Regions from separate parts of the Oryctolagus cuniculus genome. Here region 2 is linked to region 1. A link is a contact called in public Hi-C data. All regions are on one chromosome and are shown on one strand. Each heading gives the region's core, a stretch centred on a gene start, on an enhancer-like site or on the middle of the called end of the contact. The rest is flanking DNA. Distances are from core to core; before and after follow the strand shown.

Region 1 (7,406 bases), core at 3,582-6,081:
GGCCATAGCAGAGAGCTGGATGGGAAGTGGAGCAGCTGGGACTCGAACTAGCGCCCATATGAGATGCCGGCGCTTCAGGCCAGGGCGTTAACCCACTGCGCCACAGCTCCAGCCCCCAAATCTGTCTTATAATGCAGCTTGTAACTGCAGCAAGGAAAAGAAATCGGGGTCTTACGTGCCTTAAATGTGAACCTTCACTTAAAAACATTTCATTGCCTCATACATGCAATGCATATTAAGTATAGGAAAAGCAGGTAAGGACAGAAGCGGACGTCTCAGGAAAGGCGTGATGGAGCCATGGGCCTGAGGACAGCACGCTCAGGGCTGCAGTGTTCAGAGCCCTGGGACCCCCTCCATGGACCAGTCTCACTTTTTTTTAAATTTATTTAAGAGATAGAGCTACAGACAGAGAGAACAGTTGTTCATCGCTGATTCACTCCCCCAAATGGCCACAATGGTCAGAGCTAGGCCGATCCAAAGCCAGGAACCAGGAGCTTCTCCTGGGTCTCCCAGATGGGTGCAGGGGCCCAAGCATTTGGGCCATCTTCTACTGCTTTCCTGGGACATTAGCAGAGAGCTGGATCGAAAGAGGGGCAGCCAGGACACAAACTGGTGCCCATATGGGACGCTGGCACCGCAGGAGGAGGCTTAACCTACTAGGCCACAGTGTTGGTCCCCAGCCTCACATCTCAAGGGTCCTGATTTCCACTTGCCATATCCCTGGCACCGCCACCTTTGAAGGAAGGAGCCCCAAGTGTGGCTCAGGGTGCAGGCTGCAGCCGGCCAGCTGTTCAGGCCAAGGGTGTGACCCCATTTCCTGAAACAATGGATTGGAAGCAACACTGGCTGGTGAGAGCCCCCTCCAGGCGCTGGGTGTGCTCACAGACTGGCCACCAGGGCTCACGGCTCCTGAGGGCTCCTGAGCCATCCCGGATACAGGAAGTCATCGCCATGGAAACCCCCCACGTCCAGGCCATCCGAGCCACAGAAGTCAGAGCAGCCTCCCCACATCGGTCTCATAACGTCCTGCAGGGCCTTTATGAAAAAGCAAGACATGTCTCCGCCCTTCTCAGCTGTTAGCACTTCATGCTGGGTGACCTCTCCCAGGTCACCCTGTCTGCTACAGGGAGCAGTAACTCTGGCCTTACCTGTCCCCGGGGACCTGGTGGGACCTGAGCCTCAAGGAGCATCAAAGTACATAGTGCAGGGAAGATGCTCACGTGAGTGTTTTCTGCCCGTGTGATCAAAATCTCGCCTTGGCCGGCGTTGCCGCAGCTCTCCCCCTCCTAGCCTGCGCCGCCCCCGCCCCCCCGCCCAGGCAGGTTGAGCATCTCTGGCTCCCCGGGACCCCCCCCCCCCCGCCATCAGCTTTTGCGGGTTCCCGGCTGCTGATGTTCACTTCTGTGGAAAATGATAGGTGACAAGCTGCTCGCCGAGATGCCCACAATCAGATAAGCCAGGAGGGAAGTGAGGTCTTCTGGAAGAGAAACAGCCTGTACCGTGGAAATTAAATACTCCTCAGAGGACAGCAGGAAACCTTAGATTCCAGCCGCAGGTTTCTGCAGAGGCTCACCCGCGAAGCTGGGGCATCCCCGGGCCACGGGCTGGGAAGGGGGAGGCTGGCTCCTGACATCGGCGGCTGCCATCCGTGTCCTCTCTCCGTCCAGCATAGTCCCTGGACCAGCGTCTTTCTTCCCCTTCTCTCCCTCTTGCACTGTGAGCCCCCTGCCCCTTTTACTTGGACCATAATCAGAGTGTCCTAACGGTCACCTACAGGCAGGGAGAGGAGAGGCAGCCTTATTGTGGCCGTTCCAGGTGTGGGAAGCTGGGGCACCCAAGGGCAGAGATGGGCAGACGTGTTAGCCCATCAGTTCTGAGCACAGCTCCTGACAAGGTCTTCTGTACGTGCACATACCTACATACACACGTACATGCACACACATGTGCGCACACAGTGCACACAGGCACGCACGCACCCGCACACATGCACGCACACACTGCATTTCACTGCTCTCTAAAATTTATGAGGAAAGTTGAGTACCCGGAGATCTCTTAATTAAGCAGCCTTCCCCTAGGAGAGAGGAAATGGGCTTCCATTTTCCCAGCGCCGACACCGGATTGCATGATTTACTGCCCACGGCTTGCCTTTCTCCCCAAATCAGCTCCCCTCCAGCCCACCCATCTATCACTTTGAAGGCGCTTCCAAAGCCGCCTTCTGCCTCCGCCCCCCTTTCCTGGTGCGGGCCCTGGGGGCTTGCGGTGCTCACCTGGGGACACGGGGGCTGGTGCCTGGTCCCTTTCGGTAGCCCCCTGTGGCTGCCACGAAGATCTATGGGTTTAATCAGGCCCCTGACAGGTAAAGAGCCTAACAACCAGGACAGTTTGTTCTCCCAAACTGTTGAGTATCTAAGCCCAATGTTTACTTTGGAACTGAATGAACAACATTGTTCTGAGAAAGGAAATTTCAAAAAGCAGGCTTGTAATTTGCAGGAGGGAGGAGAGCAGACCTGGGGCTGGCCACGCCCACCAGAGGCCCCGGCCCCCCTCCTGCAAACCCTGGCTGTGTTTTGCTGCTGTTTTAGTCCACACCGCAGCTGACCGGCTCATCCTCCTGGCCCTGCCAGTGCAGATCTGGAAGAGAGCTGGAGATGCCAGGAGAAGTCACTGCTTCAAGGCAAAAGTGCTATTATTTTTAACTCGTTTAAAAATCAAAACCAAATGCCATGCTATTCCAAAAACTGTGAGACCCATTGAGACCATTGCATGAGGGCTGAGTGTCTGGGAGGGATGACGGGCAGAGGGTCACCTGCTTTGCCCTCCCCGCCAGCTCGGGACAAAGCGACTTCTTATCAGAAACCCACGTGGGGAAGCCCAGCAACCCCACAGAATGTAGCCCTCTTCCGTGCTCAGAGAGGTCCATTTAGCTCGAGGTCCTCGGGTGGGAGAGAAGGGACAGTTCCTTTGTACTCAGGGGCTGTCTTTGAAGAGAGGCCAGTGAGGGTGTGGGGCTGAGGCTGGCGGCAGTGGGCACGCTCCTCAGCCAGGGGGTGCTGGAGGACCAGCCTGGGTCCCTCAGACAGAAGCGTCCAAGAACTCCAGAATCCAAACGCCCTTCAGTCTCTCACTGGTGTTGGCCCCAAAGTAAGACAGGAAGAGGGGGACAGTTCCTACAGGGTCCGGAGAGCTGGGGGACCTCACCCTCACTCCCTGGCTCTGGCCCTGGGCTCGAGCGGGCCCCTCACACTCTCGCCTTGCCTTTCCCATCCTCCTCCGTAAACCTGTGTCTCACTGCCCCCTGCCGCCAGCCACCTCGGATGCCTCCAATTAGCTAATTGACGGCAGAGGCCACGGGGAACAGGGCAAGGCCTGGTTAGCAGCCAAGTCTCGTTACTTAGCTTCAAAGTCGGAAACTCCATAAAAAGTTCATTGGCAGAGCTGATTGTTCCAGACTGTCCCAGCGGAACTGAATCCACCCGGGGACCCCAGGCCTCCTGTTTTCATGTGTGGCAAGAACGCGTGTGTGGCACTGGCCCACGGCGGGTGCGGGGGTGCGAGGTGGGGGAGGCCAGGAGCCCTAGACCCCGCTTGCATTTTCTCTTCTGTTCTCAAACTCTTAAAAATGACCAAAGAACTAAAACCACACCATGCAAAATTTGGAGAACAAGGAAGAGGAAAAAAAATTCCAGAAGTCTCCACTTTAATACCACAATGCATTTTCTATGCATTTTCTTAGGTGTAATTTTTATATGCTACTAATAGCATAGGCATTCAAAACGAGCCTGGTTTTTGCTTTTTGATTTTATGCTTTCGCTAAGCGTGGAGTCAGGAGCATTTTTCTGTCTCTCCTTGAATGTGGCTGTGTGGTTATCTGGAGATGCAGACTGTTACACATTGAAAGTTCTTATTAAAAAAAAAAGATTTATTTTTTAATTTGAAAGGCAGAATTACATACATAAAGGGAGAGAGACAGCAAGAATCTTCCATTTCACTCCCTAGACGGCCACAATGACTAGAGCCGGGCCAGGCCAAAACCAGGAGTCTTCCAGGTCTCCTGTGTAGGTACAGGGGACCAGGCACTTGGGCCATCTTCTGCTGCTTTCCCAGGTGCATTAGCAGGGAGCTGGATTGGAACTGGAGCAGCCAGGACTTAAGCTGGAGTCCATGCGGGATGCTGGCATGGCAGGCCGCTTCCCAGTAGCTACTACACACCACTGGTCCCTACAGTTCTCGGTTTTTATAAATAACACGAACAAACATATATCCTTGTGGTGGCGTCTTGGTTGTTTCCCTTTATTAAAAAAAAGGTAATTTTTTTTTCTGATGGGAAGGGTAATGCCTTTTGATTTTGTAGAAAGTGTGGAAAATCCGGGAAGGAACACAAAAGGTAGCAGAATCACCTGGAACTGTTCTGGCAGGAGAGAATGTCCGTGGCCTTGGCGGTGTGTCTGTCCTTCACGCATGCGCAGAGAAGGAGGCGCTGGAGCAGGCTGCACCGTTTTGTAGGTCTCCAGGGGCAGGAGGACAGAACTGGCCACGGGGACAGAACTGCAGGGGAGCTCCAAGGTGTGACACGCGTGCCTTTGACACCCAGTGACATTTTCATTCGGAGTGAGCGCGCCTCCTGGGGCGGCCCTGTGGCTGGTCCCGGTTGGGCAGTGGCGCGCGCTGGCCGGTGCGCCGCGGTGGCCTTGCCTGTGGACTGGTGCGTGGTCAGCCCGCAGCGCCAGGGCAGGCGCGAGCGAACGCGCGCTTTCTGCCTTTCTTCTGACAGGAGTGGCGCGGCCCTGATTTATGGCCGCACTTCACGGGACACTGGTAAACGTCCCGGAGTATATTTAGTAGGCGAGATGGAGTCCCAGCGCCTGCGGCCCTCCCCGCAGCCCCGCTAATACATTTCCTCCTGCGGGCGGGCGGCGGGCTGTGGGCTGCCGAGGGGCGCCCGCGGCGGGGCTTGGCTTGCGGGGCGCGCGAAGCTCAGTGCCAGGCAGGACGTGGGGGAGAGGGGCAGAGGAGGGGCGGAGAGCGCAGCCCGTAATTGCGCCTTTCCTCGCGCGGCTCGGGTTTCAGGCCGCGGGCTGGGGACGCTGGCTCTTTTTTGACTACCGTTTCCCCAGAGTCTGAAGATAAAGCATGGGATGAAAGCAGCCTGGGGCAACTGAGAGGGGCTGAGTGGGGGTGGGGTGTGCGGGCGCGCCCAAGACCTGCAGGGGGAGGGGCGGGCGGGGAGGGCCCCAGGGCTGGGGACAGGGAAGGGGTTTGCAACAAATGGCTGTCTTCTCCCCACCCACACAGGGGTTCATTCTTCAAAATTTTGTAGAAAATTGGAATTAAAGGGTAAGTTTATTTTAATGCAGAAACATTTTGGAATCCCTGCGTCCTGCTGTGCGTTTTCCCTGAGCTTTTTGCGTTTCCGTGAGCTCATGTATTTGCATGAGCTCGTGTATTTGCTTCAGCGTTGGATATTCTTCCTTGTGTTGCTTCCACCCCTGCATGTCAGCAGCGCCTGCCAGCCCCACGCCAGGTTCTGGGGAAGTGGAGATGAGGAGCAAACCACCTGTGCCTCAGCAGGTCCAGTTCTGAAACCTGAACCGGAGCCGGTACTTCCTGAGCGCTTACTGTATACGGGCCTGTTCTGCTCGCCTCCCTTAAAACCCAAAGAGTGGGCCGGTGCTGTGGCATAGCCGGTAAAGCCGCTGCTTGCGGTGTGGCCATTCCATATGGGCGTGGTTCAAGACCCAGCTGCTCCACTTCCCATCCAGCTCTCTGCTGTGGCCTGGGAAAGCAGTGGAGGATGGCCCAAGTGCTTGGGTGCCTGCACCCACGCGGGAGACCTGGAAGAAGCTCCTGGCTCCTGGCTTTGGATGGGTGCAGCTATGCCTATTGTGGCCATCTGGGGAGTGAACCAGTGGATGGAAGACCTCTCTCTCTCTCTGTTTCTCCTTTCTCTGTGTAATTCTGACTTTCAAATAAATAAATAAATCTTTTTAAAAAAGTTTGTATTTCAGTAGACAGAATTTCCCCTCGTATACCATGGGGAGTTGATCCATCTTCAAAGAATCAGAAAATGGCAATGATCAGTATGACGGTACCTCGAAAAGTTTGTGGAAAAATATAATCAGAAGATAAGCCGGGGGTCGGTGTTTGGTGTAGGGGTTAGGATGCCGCTTGGGATGCCTGCAGTCACATCAGAGCGCTGGATTGGAGTCCCGCTCCTTTCCTGACCCTTGCCTCCTGCGGATGCGCACTCCGGGAGTTAGAAGGCGAGAGCTCCAGCACTCGGGTCCCTGTTGCCCACCTGGGAGACCTGGATAGAGCTCTGGTTCACGGCTTGGACCTGGCCCCACCCTGGCTGTTTATGGGCATTTGGGGACTGAATCGGTGTATGGGAGACCTCTCTCTCTCTCCCCCCCAACCCCCTCTCTCTCTCTTAGCATGGCATGGGCCTTCCAGTGCAAACGTGGAGAACGCAGATGAATGTGTGAGCAATGGCAGCACAGCCATTGTGGGCATCGGAGTCCAAACTGCTGTGTCCCGGTGGGGGCAGCGGGGAGGGCTTTAGCATTCTGGGGCTCCTGTGGGAATTCCCAAACTAAAAGCAGTTCTAACTGCCCTCTTCGTGGAGGAGTAAACCTCACAAAATATGGAGCTTGCAAAGAAAATGCTTGGTCTGATTCCATGCCAATCGCTTTCCATATTGATTTGTGTGGGCGTTCTTTTCTTTTTTTCTCTCTCTCTTTTTTTAAAGATTCACCTATCATTTGAGAGGCAGAGTTCTAGACAGAGAGAGGGAGAGAAAGATCTTCTATCTGCTGGTTCACTCCCCAGATGGCTGCAACGCCCAGAGTCGGGCTGATCCGAAGCCAGGAGCCAGGAGCCTCCTCTAGGTGGGTGCAGGGGTCCAAGGACCCAGGTCATTCTCCACTGCTTTCACAGGTGCATTAGCAGGGAGCTGGACTGGAAGCAGAACAGCCAGGACTCGAACTGCCATCCGCCTGGGACACGGGTGCTGCAGGTGGAGGCTCAACCCACTGAGCCACAGCGCCGGCCCCAAGGCGCTCTTTCCTAATCAGGTTCCCCTGCGCTCCTGGAAGGGCAGCCCCAGCTTACTGCAGGTGGGTGCCCCAGCAGGGCTGGGGAAGACCTCTCAGATGGGAACCAGGGACCTCCGTGTCACCCACGAGTAGTGGTGCGTCCCATTTCCGGGATTCTGGTGCAAAAGAGGGAGCCTGCAGGAGGTGAGTGGACCTCACCTCCCCAGTCCTCACAGCAGCCCTGGGCCCTGGCCATTTTCTAGATGAAGAAACTGAGGCATTGAGGAGAGCCAAGACTCAACAGGGCTTGGTGGGAAAGCACCATGCAAGTACAGAAGACCGTCTCTGAGCGCTTCTCTCATCCAACAGAGTGGA
Region 2 (7,031 bases), core at 187-2,686, 72 kb before region 1:
GGGTCGGGGGAGGGATGGCTTGCTGGGTGAATGGATGGCATGTGCAAGTGCCCAGAGGCCATACAACCTCCAGTGGACAGGACAGTAGGAGGTGGGGAGTTGGCCTGTGGGTGGGCCCAGGTGCTAGGAGCCAGGCCAGGGAAGGGGGCTGTGGGGACGGCCAGGTGGGGTGGGGGAAGAGACCCCTTCTCTTTTCTAAGGCTCCTCCAGAGGTTCACTCCCACCCCACAGCTCTGATGCCCCAGGAGCCAGCATCCTCCACCCTCGCTCTGTCTTCTGCTGGAAACTTGCAAGTAGAAGTGGGAGCCGTCAGGGGATAGCGTTGTGTGCAGTGAGCTAAGCGGCCGCCTGTGACCCTGGTACCCCACACCGGAGTGCTGGTTCAAGTTCCAGCTGCTCTGCTTCTGATGCGGCTCCCTGCTAATGTGCCAGGGAAAGCAGCAGAGGATGGCCCAAATACTTAGGCCACGGCCACCCATGTGGGAGACCAGGATAGAGTTCCAAGCTCCTTGCTTTGGCTTGGACCAGCTCCAGCCATTGTGGCCATTTGAGGAGTGAACCAACAGATGGAAAACCTCTCTCTCTCTCTCCTGACTCCCTCATCAATCTGCCATTCAAGTAAAAGAAAAAAAAATTTTTTTTTAAAATCTACTACGAAGCAGGAGTCTTCCTCCGAGGCAGAGATACCAAGGCTGGACAAAGGGGTCATGGCTCCACATGCCTGCCTACCAGGACTCCCCCGGGGCACGCAGGCTGCTGGGGTGGCCTGGGAGGAGCCATTGCAGGCTCCGCCCCTGGGCAAGCCACACCCCCTCCCCAGGGACGACCACCTGTGTAAGGGCATGGCAGCCCTGGCCCACCCAGAGGCTGGAGCACAGGCGGTGCCAGGGCCGCGATCGCCCGCTTTTCCTCCTGGTGGGTGGCAGCCGCTCAGGGCCGCCTCCCGCCTCCTGCCCACGTGGGCGAGAGTGCGCACTTGTATTTGGTTTGACACAGCCAAGGAATGCAACTATTTTCTCTTAAAGTTCGCTTTCTCCTTTTGGAAGGTGCAGGAAGGAGGCTGGGAAGGGCTGCCTTGGCTGCTGCCGCCGCTGGGGCAGAGACGGAGGTGTGCAGACAGGGACCGGCGGCCAGGCCGGTGGGTCCCAGGGGCCGACCCCCTAGGCCGGGCTGTTCTAACAAGAACTTGAACTGACCCGAACGACGACCCCCAAATTGGAAAACACTGCCCTGATTCACTGAACCCGAAACCGAATCCAAATATTATTATTTTTCGTCTGAACTCTGAAGTGAACTAATGTGTTTTTCTGAAATGCCTAGCAAACCAGTTGGAACTAGACACAAACATATGTGTTTTCTGAAACTATTGAACCTGAACTTCAGGATCCTCTCGCGCCCGAGGCGGAGTGAGGCGGCGTTTGCTTGCGAGTGGCCTGCTGGCGTGCACCGCCGGCCCGTCCAGCCTCCTTTAGGGCGGGAGGAGTGGCCATTTGTCCTGCACTTGGCTTTCACGCCTCATTTTTGAAGATGGAGATAGGGTTTGCATGGAGCAGACTGCGGTTACTGCCCAGGCACCGCGCTCAGAGTTGGGCCCATCTTGGCGAATGCAGTTACTTGGAGAAATCCTCCCTGCACCCAGGGCTGGCCACGGCTCCCCGACGCCAGCAGGGACGGCTCTCTGCCCCCTCCCTCTGCCCAACAACCCTGCTCTCTTTTCTGTCCCCAGTTTGCTTTCTCACTTGAGGCCTCTGAACAACCCCTTGGAAGCAAAGGCAGACAATAAGAGGAAACCCATTTTATGGATCAGAGAACTGAGGTGCAGAGGAACACACACATCTTGTTGGAGCCCACAGAGTCTTAAGGATGAGCAGAGTTAGAGCCACCCAGGTTTCTGGCCTCCTGGCCCCCTCTTTCCCTTGTGTGGCACTTGGCCGAGCCACCCCTGCGGCCCCCTGGGGGCGCCTGTGCCTGGTCTCCAGCCTGCCTGCGGGTGGCTGGCTGTCGCTGCCTCCGGCTGCCCGTGTGTAGGCAGAGCAGCCGAGCGGGAGAACAGGGCCCGGGTTCCCAGGCCGTGTTTGCTGGGGAAGTGCTTCGCAGAGCCTGCGACAATGCTGTGTTTGAGTTGCAGGCGATTGTGTGGTTTGGGGTGTTTTGCTCCTGGTTATAATCCAATAAAGAGCAGCTGCTGAGATTCTTCCAAGAGCCCCGCTTGCAACCGCCCTTGTTGAAAACGCTCTAATTTATTTCAGTCGCTGGTGGGAACACCAGCCGTGGCTCAAAACAAAGGCGTCCTGTGCGGATGCAAGGGGCCCTGGGCCTGCTCATGCTCACCCCGGAGGCCGGGAAGATGGCGCCAGGCGCCAGGCTTGCAGGTATCTGGAGGCAGGAGAGGCAGGACGCTCACAGCCCCTGGCGCGAGTCTGGGTCCGAGCCGCTGTTCTTCATGGCTGGGCGACTTCCCACGTGCACCGCCTTCGTCATTAGTCAGTTACACCTCGGTATGAATGAATCCTTCCTTCTTTGTGTTTAGATGTAGCCAAGCCCCGGCCACTGAGCAGCAGGTACTTTGCATCCGAGGATTGATTGAGAGAGGGCGTCTCAGAGGAAGAGGCCTCCCTTGGGGCCCAGCTGGTGGGGGGGTTCTGGGCACTTTGGGGTGGAAGGAGCGCGGATTCTCTTTCCTCAGAGGGAGTAAGGGGAGACCCCGGGGCCCACTTGCTCCTGGCCATCCACGTTCCCCTGCTGTGTCTTCCACACTGGCGCTGGCACTGTCGCTCCACTGTAGCCCTGAGCAAAGGGGATGAGGACCGCCTGACCATGGCTGAGGTTCCATCATGCCGGTTGCCTTTCTTCTTGGGGCTCACAGGGGCCTCCTGGATTGTAAATGCAGGTGGGGCGGGGGCAGCGGTCAAGCCGCCACTTGGCGTGCCTGGGTTCAAGTGCCGCCTCTGCTTCTGATCCACCTCCCTGCTAACGCTCACCCTGGGAGGCGGCAGACGGTGGCTTAAGGACCTGGCTCCCTGCCACCATGTGGGAGATCCAAGTGGAGTTCCAGGCTCCTGGCGTTGGCCTGCCCAGCTGTGTTGCAGGCATTTGGGGAGTGAATCAGTGGATGGAAGATTGCTCTCCCTCGCCCTCCACTCTATCGCTTTGGTGTTCAAATAAAATAAAAATCTATGAATGTTTCCGAAGATCCCAAGTGGCTGCCGAGGCCAGAGTGATGCGTGAGACGTTTTTATCACTGCCAGCTCAGAGCTGCGACTTGGAGTTACACCCAGGGGTGCCACCTGTTTGGCTGTAACTGTGTGTCCCAATGGGGTTGGCGGTCCATGAGACCCGGTTTTCCATTTTATTTGCAAAGTGATTTGCATAGCGCCTCGGAGATGCATTATGTTCTGGGTCAGAGGAAGCCCCCAGGGCAGTGAGTACTGGCTATGTGCTGTTCTTCCTGGTCCCGTGGGCTCCCCCCGGGCCCCAGCCACGCCCCGCCACTGGAACCAGCTGAGGGGCTGTGCAGCAGGTGGACAGAGTCTCCCACGGGCAGAAGCGAGACCTCTGCTGGCTTTTGATCCTTAGAGCATGGGCGTGGTGGAGGCACTGCAGAATCCCCTTCACCGCCTTCCGAGATTCAGGCTTAGTCCAAGTGAGGTGGACCCCGAGTGTCTTTGTTTGTATTTAAAAAAATCTTCCATTGGTGTGTTCACGTGGAACATTAGGGAAATACCAACCAGGCTGGTCTCTGCACTCGGACAGTCACAGAACAACAGCGAAGTAACATAAAAACCGAACAGGATGCTGCCTTAAATCTGAATTTCGGATAAAGAAGGAGCAGTATTTAGGATGAGCGTGTCCCATGACAGATTTTACTGGCATTCTTTCGCGCAGACTGCCATTACGGGCATCTCCCCAGCCCTACAGGCCGTGATCCTGGAATCAAGGTTTTGGGGGAACCCTATGGGATATGGACATACTTGATCAAAATGACTGAGAACAGTATACCTTTTTTTTTTTTTTTGGAAAGGATTGATTTATTTATTTGAAAGGCACAGTGACACAGAGAAAAAGACACACACACACACACACACACAGACAGAGAGAGAGAGAGAGAGAAAGAGAGAGAGAAAGATGTCTTCCATCTATTAGTTTACTTCCCAAATGACAACAGCTGAAATGGTCCAGGATAAAGCAAGAACTCCATCTAGGTCTCCCACGTGGGTGCGGGGGTCCAAGCACCTGGGCCATCTTCCACTGCTTTCCCCAGGCCATTAGCAGGGAGCCGGATTGGAAGTGGAGCAGCCAGGACTTGAACCGGCGCCCTATGGGATGCTGGCGTCACAGGTGGCAGCTTTACTGCTATGCCCAAGCATCCCAGCTCTTACAGCAGTCTCCTCTTGAGTGACATCTGGACTGTGTCCGGTTTTCCCAGCACTGCAGGGAACACTTCTGTGCTGACTGGGCGCACACCACGTCCAGCTCACGTCGAGACCCCAGTCCTATGTGAGGGGCTTGAGGCCACCCGTGCACTTTCCATGGTCAGAAGTTTTCTGTGGCCGCACAGCCGCTTGCTTTTGCAACCAGTCCCAGCCCCTGTCCCCTTTCTCATGGCTGCCTCTTCCGGGGCCGGCATTTCTTGGACTCGGTGTGCATGCGAAGACCAAGTTAGAGCGCAGATTCTGCAAAGTCTGCTCCAGTCTGTGTGGGGAGGAGGGGAGAGCCCCACTGTCAGCGAGCCGCCGGGGAACACGCCCTGCTGCAGTCTGGGCCATGCTCGGAGCAGCGAGGCTTCTGTGCAGGTAGAATTATGTGTTCCGAGGGCCCTTTAAGGGGCAAGGCAGGAGCTGGGGAGAGGGTGGTGGTGTGCATGTGTTTTCACTGACCCCCAGCCTGGTGGGCACTTTGGGGTCGCAAACACGGCAAGCACCGGAAGGTGACAGTGCCTCCGGCATCACCCAGTGCTAGGGCCGCAAGGGCCCAAGGCAGCGGCCAGCTCGGAAGACTGAGGCTGCGAGGGAAGCCGTCCAAGGGCTCTGAGAGCTAGATGCCACGAGTCTCCGTCCCTCCTGGGACTCCGCTCCCGGGGGGCCCTGGGAGGCTGAGGACTGGCGACTGTGGGGCCCTCGCCCCCACCCTGTGTCTGAGGTCTTGGCTCACACCTATGGCTGCAGAGCTTGAAGGGCTGACGGGGAGGCTGAGGGGCCCTGGGCAGCGATGGCCCCAGGGGATGGCCCTTTTGGCGCAGGGACATGTTTCAAAGGCCTGGGCTTCAAAGGCTCTGGCCACCGCAGGGCCGGCCACTCACTGGGCCGGCAGCCAGCACCCCTGCACCCCCGGCCTGCCAGCCACACAACCGGCCGTTCATCCGTTCATCCAACACATTTCTGTCCATTGCTACTGGGTGCCAGCAGGAGTTCTGGACGCTGTGGGAGAGCCGAAGGTGAGCGATGTCCTTGCCTGTGCCAGGGCGTATGTCACCCTGAGGACGTTTCTCCAGCACCCGGCCTCCAAATCACGCCCACTTGTTGATCTCATTTACTTTTTTAAAAAAGATTTATTTATTTATTTATTTGAAAGGCAGTTACAGAGGCGGGGGAGAGGAGAGGAGAGGAGGGGAGGGGAGAGGAGAGGAGAGGAGAGGAGAGGAGAGGGAGAGGGAGAGGGAGAGAGAGAGAGAGGAGGGGAGGGGAGGGGAGGGGAGGGGAGGGGAGGGGAGGGGAGGAAGAGATGTCTTCATTTGCCAAATGGCTACAATGGCCAGAGCTAGGTCAATCTGAAGCCAGGAGCCAGGAGCTTCTTCCAGGTCTCCCATGTGGGTGCAGGGGCCCAAGGACGTGGGCCATCTTCTACTGCTTTCCCAGGCCATAGCAGAGAGCTGGATCAGAAGTGGAGCAGCCAGGTCTCGAACCAGTGCCCATATGGGATGCCGGCACTGCAGGCGGCGGCTTTACCCGCTACACTACAGCGCCAGCCCCTTCGTTTACGCTTTGACATCAGCAGGACTCTCGGGGCCACCTCTGGAGGTGGCTGCTGTCTGGGCCTCACCTCCGTCATTGCCCAGGAGCTGCTGAAAGCCCTGGCTGGCTCTGGGACCTCAGAGGTAGGAGGGACAACGGGAACCATGCTGGCTGACATCATACATCATGTGGTGCATGCATTCCACAGAGGGGGGCTCTGGTGGCTCCAGGGCAGGCGATTTGGGACTGAGGAATACCCAGTAGGGGAGTGGGTTTTAGAGACCGAGGAGCCCTTCCCCCATGAGGCCAGGGCCCAGAGCTCAGCCTGGGGGAGGTATTTATCCACAGGCACACTGCAGATAGGGGCAGAGCTGGGGCTGGGGTCCGCTCCCCCAACTTCTCCCCCCCACCCCCGAGGGGTCTTTCCTGGCCTGGAGCCCGCAGGTGCCTCTCCCTGCCGGCCAGTGCCTGGGTGGCCCCCTCTCAGAATTGCATTTGCTCTTCACAGTCGTGGCCTTCTGTTCAGGATCCCTCTCGAAGCTTGAGCTCCCTCCAGGATGGCCACGGTGCAGGCACGGAGGCCTGTGTGCAGGGGCAGGCGGGCGTCCGGGCAGCGTGAAGGTTCTGGCGATGGGGTGGGGGGTGCTGCTGAAAAAGTGTGTGAGGCGCAGTGGCAGTGGGCACGGCGAAGGCAGTGAGGGCCCCCCGCAAACCTCTGCAGCGTCACACAGGCTTCCCCCAGAGTTTTCGTGTCCAGGCCGACGTCGGGGAGGGGCGGTGTTGGATGCCTTGTGGGAGTCAGTAGGGGCAGCGTGGTGTGACACTCCACTTCCCACTCCAACCTTGGGGCGGAGCTGGGGTGGCGCTGCAGGGGGTCCCCACCTGGGCGCTCATCCTGGGCCCCTGGCCCTAAGCCGTGAGGTGGGGTATCAGGCCCTGGCCTCGCCCTGTTGGCTCCTGTTCCTGCAGGGGAGGCCCAGAGGGTCTTTTAATCACAATCCGCACTCAGCAGACCCACACGTCTCCACCATGTCTCTGTGCCTGGAGCCTTGGAGATGGGGAACCGCTGAGAGTCCCTAG

Evidence for each region. Hi-C and Micro-C count contacts between places; a contact is called where the count stands out from the background.
Region 2: a contact with region 1 is called in a Hi-C map of an unstated tissue, with 1.7 times the contacts expected there. The contact joins two enhancer-like sites. A contact is called at or near these places in 2 of 6 Hi-C or Micro-C datasets (ear pinna and an unstated tissue).

What each region holds. Positions count from the first base shown.
Region 1 is chr5:125,578,801-125,586,206 of mOryCun1.1, reverse strand. No RefSeq gene overlaps it. Among named protein-coding and RNA genes, the nearest start is that of CDC5L, 160 kb to the left of the region's middle. Within about 2 kb of position 4,831, at least 1 of the 8 cell types and tissues checked has an H3K27ac peak or open chromatin away from gene starts, as enhancers often do.
Region 2 is chr5:125,647,811-125,654,841 of mOryCun1.1, reverse strand. No RefSeq gene overlaps it. Among named protein-coding and RNA genes, the nearest start is that of CDC5L, 89 kb to the left of the region's middle. Within about 2 kb of position 1,436, at least 1 of the 8 cell types and tissues checked has an H3K27ac peak or open chromatin away from gene starts, as enhancers often do.